Linked DNA regions of Mus musculus: regions 2 and 3 are each linked to region 1. The links are chromatin contacts, called in public Hi-C maps. All regions are on one chromosome and are shown on one strand. The core of a region is the stretch at or near the end of the contact, and the rest is flanking DNA. Distances in the headings are between cores, read along the strand shown.

Region 1 (2,700 bases), core at 72-2,571:
TTCCAGAAGACCCAGGTTCAATTCTCGGTACCTGTGTGGTAGATCACAACTGTCTATCACTAAAATTTCAGGGGATACAATGTCTTTTCTGACCTCTGTGTAACTCTCTTGGTGCGCAGGCTTAGTACAGACAAACACTCATGCATATAAAAAGAAAAATAAATAAATAAATAAATAAATAAATAAATAAATAAATTGTACACATGCATACATACTTACACACACAGACACACAGACACACACACCACGCCCACTGACATGCAGCTTACTAAATAAGATCACACATGGGAGTACAAGGTAACGAATCCTATGTTCACTGGGGTCATATTACTATATTTTTCTTGATTTAATATGGCTGTGTGGACATTTCACTAAGGTCCTCTCCAAAAGTGACTTGTGTGGTGAGGATCTCTAAAGATTTTATTAATAACACCTTCTAATCTAAGACATTTTATCTCTGAAACCAAAGACAAACCTTTATCTAAACTTCATTCCTCATGAGCCCCTAGAGTCTGGGGCAACTGTACCCTATATCACTAAAATGAGACTTCCCATCAAATAGGAGACATTTATCTGATTTGGAAACACAAATAAATGTGTTACTTTTGCATCAAGTTGTCACAAAAATACCCTGCCTATTTCATACTCAGGAGACAAATTTATTTTTAAAGAACCAACAAACAATATATGTTTTGTGAGTCTCAAGTTCCCTGCCACACACAAGGGGATGATAAAACCTACCTCTCTGGTTATATGAGCTAACACACAGAAGGGTCCTGGCATGGAGAACCAGTGTATTTACTAAGCATCCAATTGGTGCCTAGTCAAAGGGTTGGCTCCCTAAAGAGGAAGACCAACGAAACCAGCTCCCATCCATCATCCAGGGGTTCAACTGAGCTGTGCAAAGCAGATGTATAGGTGGACCTGGAAACTGTCAACTCACAGGCAAGAGGCTCACTTGGATGGAAGCTCCAGAAACTGAACATTCCAGATGTCTTTGGGTGGCATGTCTGAAAATGTCGTCCAGTGGAGTTTCTCTGAGGCTAATCTGAGGAGGTGGTGGTAAATTTCTCAGCAAGCCCAGGAGAGAAGATTTGGAAGAACAAGGAACTGAAATGTGTATAGCACAACATAGAGGTGGGTGGGAACGTCTGTCCTCCTGTTTCTCAACATGGGGTCTGAGCCATTGACAAAATTCTCTCCTAGTTCCCTGAGAAGCCACTTGTGTTCCCTTCCTCTTTGCAAGATGCTGACCTCAAGGTCCAACAGGGGTGCTTCCCCTGCCATTTATTTCCCCTGAATTCTATTTAAGTGAGCATCTTCCTGCTAGGAGGAAATTCAAACCACTTCCTCCTGCTACTACTAGAGAGTTTTGAAATAACAGCCCTTCCTAATGTCTACCCAGTTGTGACAAGTCATTATCCTTTGGTGGAAGGTAGTTCCACTGAACTTTGTCCTGGATCCTATGCTCATTCAAGCTATTGAGACTGTCAAGAAAAGCCCAGATCACCTCCCCTTCATCTTTTGTGGCCATCTTGATCTTAGCATCTTCCTGACTGCCAGGAGTCTGCTACCAAGCCAATGGCCACATTCCATATGACTTGTGTTTAGATCTAATCTTTTTCCCCTGGATAGTCGTTCTCACTCTCTTCTTCTTATGACAATGATGACATCATCAGAGTCAGTGCTTGATGGAGACTCGGGTGACCTCAATCTATCAGCAGTGTATGCATCCACAGGGTTGCTCCTCTACTTCCATACCATAATGTGTGGTTATTAGAGGTTGGGCCACACCAGCTCAGGGTCTCAAAAGGTTCCATGTTAATGTTCTTGCTAGTGAGGACTGCATTTTCTACTCAACAGAGCCTAAGTATAAACATCAGTACTTCCTGTTAATTCCACCATTCAAGGTACCTTTGTACTGACTAGGCTCTATGTAAGGTCACAAATATATTAAAAATAAATAACATGGAGAGACAGACAGTAATGCAGGTAATAAAGTGTTTACCTTCAAAGCCTGAAGACTGAAGTTCAATTGCCCAGAACCTACATTTTTTTTAAATGTGTAATTCCACCTCTAAAGAAGCAGAAATAGGGATTCTGCCGAGACTGGTCTACACAGGTGAGAGTGTGGACTGCAGAGGCTAAGAGCTTCTGGGACATGCAGAAGCCACAGAGCCTCTGGGGCAGACCACGTTTCAGGCTCCAGACATCCGGGCACCTTCCCTGCCAGAGGAGAGGAGTCTGCCCCGAATGAGAGGGCTTTGCCACAGCATCTGGGGGAGCCATCTTGGTTCCTGGATCCTGCCGAGACTAGTCTGCACAGGGGAGAATGGGGACTACAGAAGCTACACAGATTCTGGGACAAGCCCTGTTTCAGACCTTCATCTTCTGCCAGGAGGCAGGTCCAAATGCCAAAGATCTGTCCACCTTCCCTGCAAGAGGAGAGCTTGCCTGCAGAGAGTGCTCTAACCACTGAAACTCAGGAGAGAGCTAGTCCTGCAGGTCTGCTGATAGAGGCTAATGGAATCACAAGAGGAACAAGCTCTAACCAGAGACAACTATAATAACTAACTCCAGAGATAACCAGATGGCAAAAGGTAAACGTAAGAATCTTACTAACAGAAACCAAGACCACCCACCATCATCAGAACCCAGCACTCCCACCTCAGCCAGTCCTGGGCACCCCAACACAACTGA
Region 2 (2,700 bases), core at 170-2,669, 640 kb before region 1:
AGGCAAACATGTAATCATGCCACCGCACTGTTTAGGAGACCATGTTTAAACCAGATAGGTACAGAAAACTGTCAACAATTCAAAACAATTTTTTTTTAAAAAGGACAAGTTTTAAAGTGAAGGTCTTAGTTTATCCTGTCCCTCAAAGAACTGCCTCAGACGCTCACCTGGGCATTTTGGAGTTGGGCTAGAAACAAGGCTACCCAAGGCAACACCTCACCTTTCAGACCTGTAACCTCAAACTTCCCCAAGGCTGAACGGAGGCTCGGAGCAGCAGCTAAAGAGAAATTGGGGTCCCGGTGGAAAGCACAGCATGAAATTCTATTCGTTGTCTGTGTTAGTCATATATGAGACTAGAAGGGGAGTCTGAATTCTCAGGTCCCAGGTCCCACTGCTGCTGAGTTTTACCACCAGGCCATTTGTCTCTGCCACTAGAAAGAAGTGGCTCTAATGAGAAGCTCAGTAACATCTTCATTTGTGACAGTCATAATGGGGGCACACAGAAGATCAGAAGGAGGAAGGAATTCCAACACATACTACAACATAGATGGATCTGGAACACATTGTTATGCTAGAAAGAAGCCAGTCACCCAAAGGCAAATGCTATTTAATGCTGCTTATACAATGTGGTTAGAGCTGTTGAAATTAGGTATATGCTGGTCAGGAGCTGTGGGAGCGGCTATGGAAGGGGCTATGCAGAATTACTGTTTCATGGGTCCAGAGTTTAGGCCCACGTGTTGAAAAGAGTTCTGGAAACTGATGGTGCTGACAGTCGCACAGGATTGTGACTGAGCCCCACTCCGTGAAACAGGAACACTCAGAAAGGGGTAAAGGGTTAAAATGCTGAATGATAGACCATATCCATTTTACCCCAACTAAATAGGAAAAAAAGAGCACAACTCAGACCACCTCCCACAGTGGTTATCTGTATTATTTTCTTCCGCATACAATGTAAAGCACAGCCTTCAATGTCTTTATATTTTTCAAAGTATAAGGGCTTCTAAAGTCCTCCCAGGGTATTTCCGTGGAAAGTAAAAAGTCAGGAAGAAACAGTCAGTTATATAAAGTTTTATATCTGCATGTCTTATATGATTTCTTATATCATATATGGCTTGCTGACCATTGACTTTTTGCCTTAGCTGGTCTCAGCTTGCTGTCTGTAAAGCTCTCTGGAAGGAACCTTCCAGTCCTAACTGGTAACTGTTTTCCAAATACTAATACGAGGTACTCTCTCACGAATTAGCTCATCTGTACTAAGCATTCTTCAGAATGTTTTGGAGCGCTTGGCTATTTCTAAAAACCTGCAGTCAGTACACGTGGAAGATGTCATGGTGGGGTGAGCAGACAGGAGGCACTCAAGTATAGGGGCCCTTGAAAGAGCACTGAGGTGGGGTTAGATGCTCTAAGGATCAGGCCTGGGCTCTGCCACCTGCTTGCCATGTGAATCAGGAAGGAAGGAAGCATTTATTAGGGCTTTCTATGCGAGGAGGTACTTTCACACATATTATCTCATTATTTCACATAACTTTCATAATTTATATACCATTTTCACAATCGTTTCCATACCTAGCTATTGCTTGAATTCATGAGTAAGGGGCTATCTTTCAAAATTCTGCCTAAAACTCCCCTTTCTTGAAAACATGGTTTCATTTGGGGCAGAAATTCTCATAAAAACTCAAGTTTGATTCCAGCTATTTATATTTTTCTATTATACATTGAAGAAAAAATAATCAGGAAAGAAACGACTAGCAAAGAATAAGGTTCTCTGCCCAGCACTATGAAGCACCCTGAGAGCCACATGTGCTTTGCTCACATTCCAGCAATGTCAGTTCTTCCTATTTTACCACCTTCTCTGATGCTCAATGACAGTGCATAGAGTTTAGTAACTGACCCAGGCTGGATCCATCAGCTTTCAAAGCCATGTGCTGGTTACCATTTTCTACCCATCTAGTTTGTGTTTGGGCATAGACTATACAACTATTTACATAGTACTCGCCAAATGTTCAAATCTCATGGATAATAAAACTTCACAATGACTTATGCATATACATATATATGTATATATATGCATATATGGCTAAATAAAGACAAATCAGCAAAGCTATACAGGATTATCCATATCAAGCATGACTGTTTAGAATAACCAAGTATTTAAGAAAAAAAAAAAACGAGTTCAAGGAAGAATACCTAAAGTGGTTGTAATGGCAAATGCCTTTAATCCTAGTACCCAGGAGTCAGTGGCCAGCAGAAATCTGTGAATTCAAGATTACCCTGATCTACAGAGTAGGTTCCAGAATAGCCAGGGCTACACATGGAAATCTAGTTTTAAAAAGAAGAGGAGGAAAAGAACGAGAGGAGGAGGAGGTGGAGCAAGAGGAGGAGGAAGAGTAGGAGGAGGAAAAGAAGGAAGAAGGAAGAAGGAGGAGGAAGAGAGGAGGAGGAGGGAGAAGAGGAAGAAGAGGAGGAGGAGGAAGAGGTGGAGGAGGAAGAAGAATTATTTCTAACATCATCTTGCTTTCTACCTTTCTTAGCTTGTTGAAACTGCATGGACCTACCATGTTCCTGGTAGGCCATGGCATGGTCGGAAGCAGCTTTGCAACCTTGCAGATCTGAGTGCAGCCCTGGTTTTGTAATATTTACTGGTGGTAGCTTCTGGAACGGCACTTAACTATTTTAAACCTCAACTTCTCCTTTGTAAAC
Region 3 (2,700 bases), core at 88-2,587, 670 kb before region 1:
TCAAGATTTAGTTCCAGCAGAGAAAGCCTGGTGAAAAGGGGAATAAACAAAGGCTGGGCTGGAGTGACAACCAGGTGTGAGGCAGGATACACCTGGGAGCTCTGGATGAACTTGGTACTTATCCTAAAATCCATGGGAGAAACTGAATGAGGCTGTTTTAAAAGATATGCCTTGTACCAACCCATGGCTTCTCCACTTTGGCAGGGTGAATACTGTAATCTGGGCATGGGTGACAGTGGTTTGCCAGTGAGCTAGCTAGACTCTATGCCTTCCTCTCCTGCTTGCCCTCTTTCCCATTAGTTATTTCATTAGGCAGAAGGCATGGTGATGCAGGGTGCATCCTGCTCAGATGGTTTCCCTGTGGCCAAATTTTTTCATCTGTCTTCAAGGCTCCCTCCCTGTCCTCCCCACAGGGCTCCAGACTCCTTGTTGCCTGCCTGCTGAGAGGCAGCAGCTGTTGGCATGGAGAGCAACTCCCAGCTGTTCACCCAAATTCTCTCACAAGCTTTGCTGAGTGTCAATGCTTTTAATTAGGTAAAATCAGATGGGGGCAGGCGAATAGAGGAGCAAGAGAGGCCTAATTTTAGCTGGAGACAAGAGGACTTTCCCCGAAATACACTGATCTCGAAATACTTAGCTAAGTGCATATGCACACACAGGGAGAGGATTTAAAGAGCCACAGAAGTAAAATTTAAAGGCTAAATGGGACCAGCGCCACCTCTCTGAACAACTGGAGTGAAGAGAAATGAGAACAGGCTGCACCCTCATTCTGGACCAGGCGCTGTGCCAGATGTTTTACGTGTAGCAACTCAGCCTTGTGTGCAACAATACCTTCCTTCTCACGAGAGGATAGTTTGGGGCTCATCATTGCCCTCTACAGATGGGGAAACTGAGGCTCCAGAAGTTTAAACTCTGGTCTCTCTCACTTCCCCTGTCTAATAAGAGGAGAAATAGGACATCAAGCCTTTTATATCCTTAAAGGAATCATGTAGGGATAGACTCTATAGCTGTTCTATGGTTGGCCATTTTTCCAACCTGAAATCCCTCCTGTACATGATATGCTGGAGGAGCAAAGAAACTGTCATGAGCAATTTTCAGGAAGATTCCTGCGTGGGAGAATGCCTTTCTGTCTCACTCCAGCAAACCCCATTGCTGTCTGTAACCAAAGAGGACACACTGCTTGGCTCTGGCATCTGGACTGGGTAACTGTCCTTGGTCTCTCCTTCAAGGTAGAATCTGGACTCCTTCAGAATACAGCCCACCTGGTAGGGATGTGTCACATCTACTTCCTTCAGCTTGGCTCAGGCCTAAGAAGTCTCTTCACTGGGAAGCTCCCAGTGAGGTTTTCCATACACATCTGGAAGCTTTCCACAATGGGCCTTTGAAGCAGCCTGCAGCATTCCGGGAAAGCCTGGCTCACTGAGCGGAGGTTTCAAGAGAAGCCCACATTTATTTTTCTTTCCCGCCTTCTCTGAGGAAACCTCCCCCCAGTGGCTTTGTGGGCATTTGCAAAGCAGCTCTGATTTTTATCTTACTACTTTGGGGGCTCAGCTCTCTCTGAGAAGCGAACAATGACGGCACAGTCCAAGTGTGGCATGGGATAATGGATGAGGATCACTGGATGCTGGGCTCCTTAGGACCCTTTGAGCCCTGCCTGACTCATCTTCACAGTTGAGAAAATGACTTGCTCCATTGCTCAGCACTGGCGACATTTTGCCCACTCAAAGAAAGTATCTAAGGCTGGGCCTTCTGAGCTGACATGAATTAACAGTGACATGCCTTTCGTGGAACAGGAGGAAGCTGAAGAAAATCACTTTCTACAAAGTCTGACTCCTAGTTCAGCAAGTCTGTGGGGCTCCTTCTCAGGGTCAGTCCCTTTCACCTGACCTAAGCGCTGCTCCTTCTATACAACTTAGCTCACACAAGACTCCTTCCTGAGATGTTTTACCACTCTGCCAATTGTGTTAGTTTTTAAGTCCTTAATTTTTCAGTGTCTCCCTACTTTTATTCATAGTGTGATATTTCTGTTTTAAGGGGATATATAGCCTACAAGCCCCTGTAGTAACTACAGACATGTTTCTGCTTTGATTGAACCTCAGTACCAAGCACAGAGCTCAGTTTATCCGTGTGTTCAGTGAATGCCTGGGCATTAATTAGTCCACATGACCAATATTACTCAGTTCCTACTCTGAGTCATACAGCCATGATGAGAACAGACACAGGGCCTACTTCCAGAAGTTTACATTGTAGCAGGGAAATCCGGAAACCCACTAGGAAATGTATACCTTCAAATAAGGGGGGCTAGGGCAACAGTAAAGAAATTCAGTAGCCGGATGTGATGGCGCACACCTTTAATCCCAGCACTTTCCAGGCAGAGGCAGGCAGATCTCTGATTTTGAAGCCAGCCTGGTCTGCAAAATGTTCTAGAACTGCCAGGGATACAGAGAGAAACCCTGTCTCAAAAACCAAAACCACCACCTCCCAAAGAAATACAGCAAAAAGAGACTCCTGATTGCAGCTCCATCACATGGGATCCAGACAACAGGAAAAGCCAGCAAACTCCCAACTACAGACTCTTCTTGAGTTAAAATTAGGTAGAAAACTGAGGTTAATGTGCAAACTTGGACCCAAAAATCTAGAAACAGAAGAATCCAGTCACAGCTAGAGCTTGCCAGGACTAGCAGACACATTTTGGTGACA

Evidence for each region. A called contact is a pair of places that touch in the nucleus more often than the background predicts.
Region 2: a Hi-C map of bone marrow-derived macrophages shows a contact between it and region 1, with 14 read pairs. The contact joins two enhancer-like sites. A contact is called at or near these places in 2 of 15 datasets of contacts at CTCF or cohesin (large pre-B cells and pro-B cells), 3 of 484 Hi-C or Micro-C datasets (the C10 cell line, bone marrow-derived macrophages and embryonic fibroblasts) and 1 of 115 datasets of contacts at active chromatin or transcription factors (acute myeloid leukemia).
Region 3: a Hi-C map of bone marrow-derived macrophages shows a contact between it and region 1, with 14 read pairs. The contact joins two enhancer-like sites. A contact is called at or near these places in 1 of 15 datasets of contacts at CTCF or cohesin (the NIH/3T3 cell line), 1 of 484 Hi-C or Micro-C datasets (bone marrow-derived macrophages) and 1 of 9 other capture datasets (embryonic stem cells).

Annotation. Positions count from the first base shown.
Region 1 is chr4:95,229,247-95,231,946 of GRCm38.p6, reverse strand. No RefSeq gene overlaps it. Among named protein-coding and RNA genes, the nearest start is that of Gm32240, 23 kb to the right of the region's middle. Within about 2 kb of position 1,321, at least 28 of the 459 cell types and tissues checked have an H3K27ac peak or open chromatin away from gene starts, as enhancers often do. A contact at or near this core is called in acute myeloid leukemia, bone marrow-derived macrophages and pro-B cells, where this site is marked.
Region 2 is chr4:95,867,225-95,869,924 of GRCm38.p6, reverse strand. All of the region lies in intron 14 of Fggy (FGGY carbohydrate kinase domain containing), which reads right to left. Among named protein-coding and RNA genes, the nearest start is that of Hook1, 99 kb to the left of the region's middle. Within about 2 kb of position 1,419, at least 11 of the 459 cell types and tissues checked have an H3K27ac peak or open chromatin away from gene starts, as enhancers often do. A contact at or near this core is called in acute myeloid leukemia, bone marrow-derived macrophages and pro-B cells, where this site is marked.
Region 3 is chr4:95,895,493-95,898,192 of GRCm38.p6, reverse strand. The region is part of intron 14 of Fggy (FGGY carbohydrate kinase domain containing); the gene reads right to left. Among named protein-coding and RNA genes, the nearest start is that of Hook1, 71 kb to the left of the region's middle. Within about 2 kb of position 1,337, at least 70 of the 459 cell types and tissues checked have an H3K27ac peak or open chromatin away from gene starts, as enhancers often do. A contact at or near this core is called in bone marrow-derived macrophages, where this site is marked.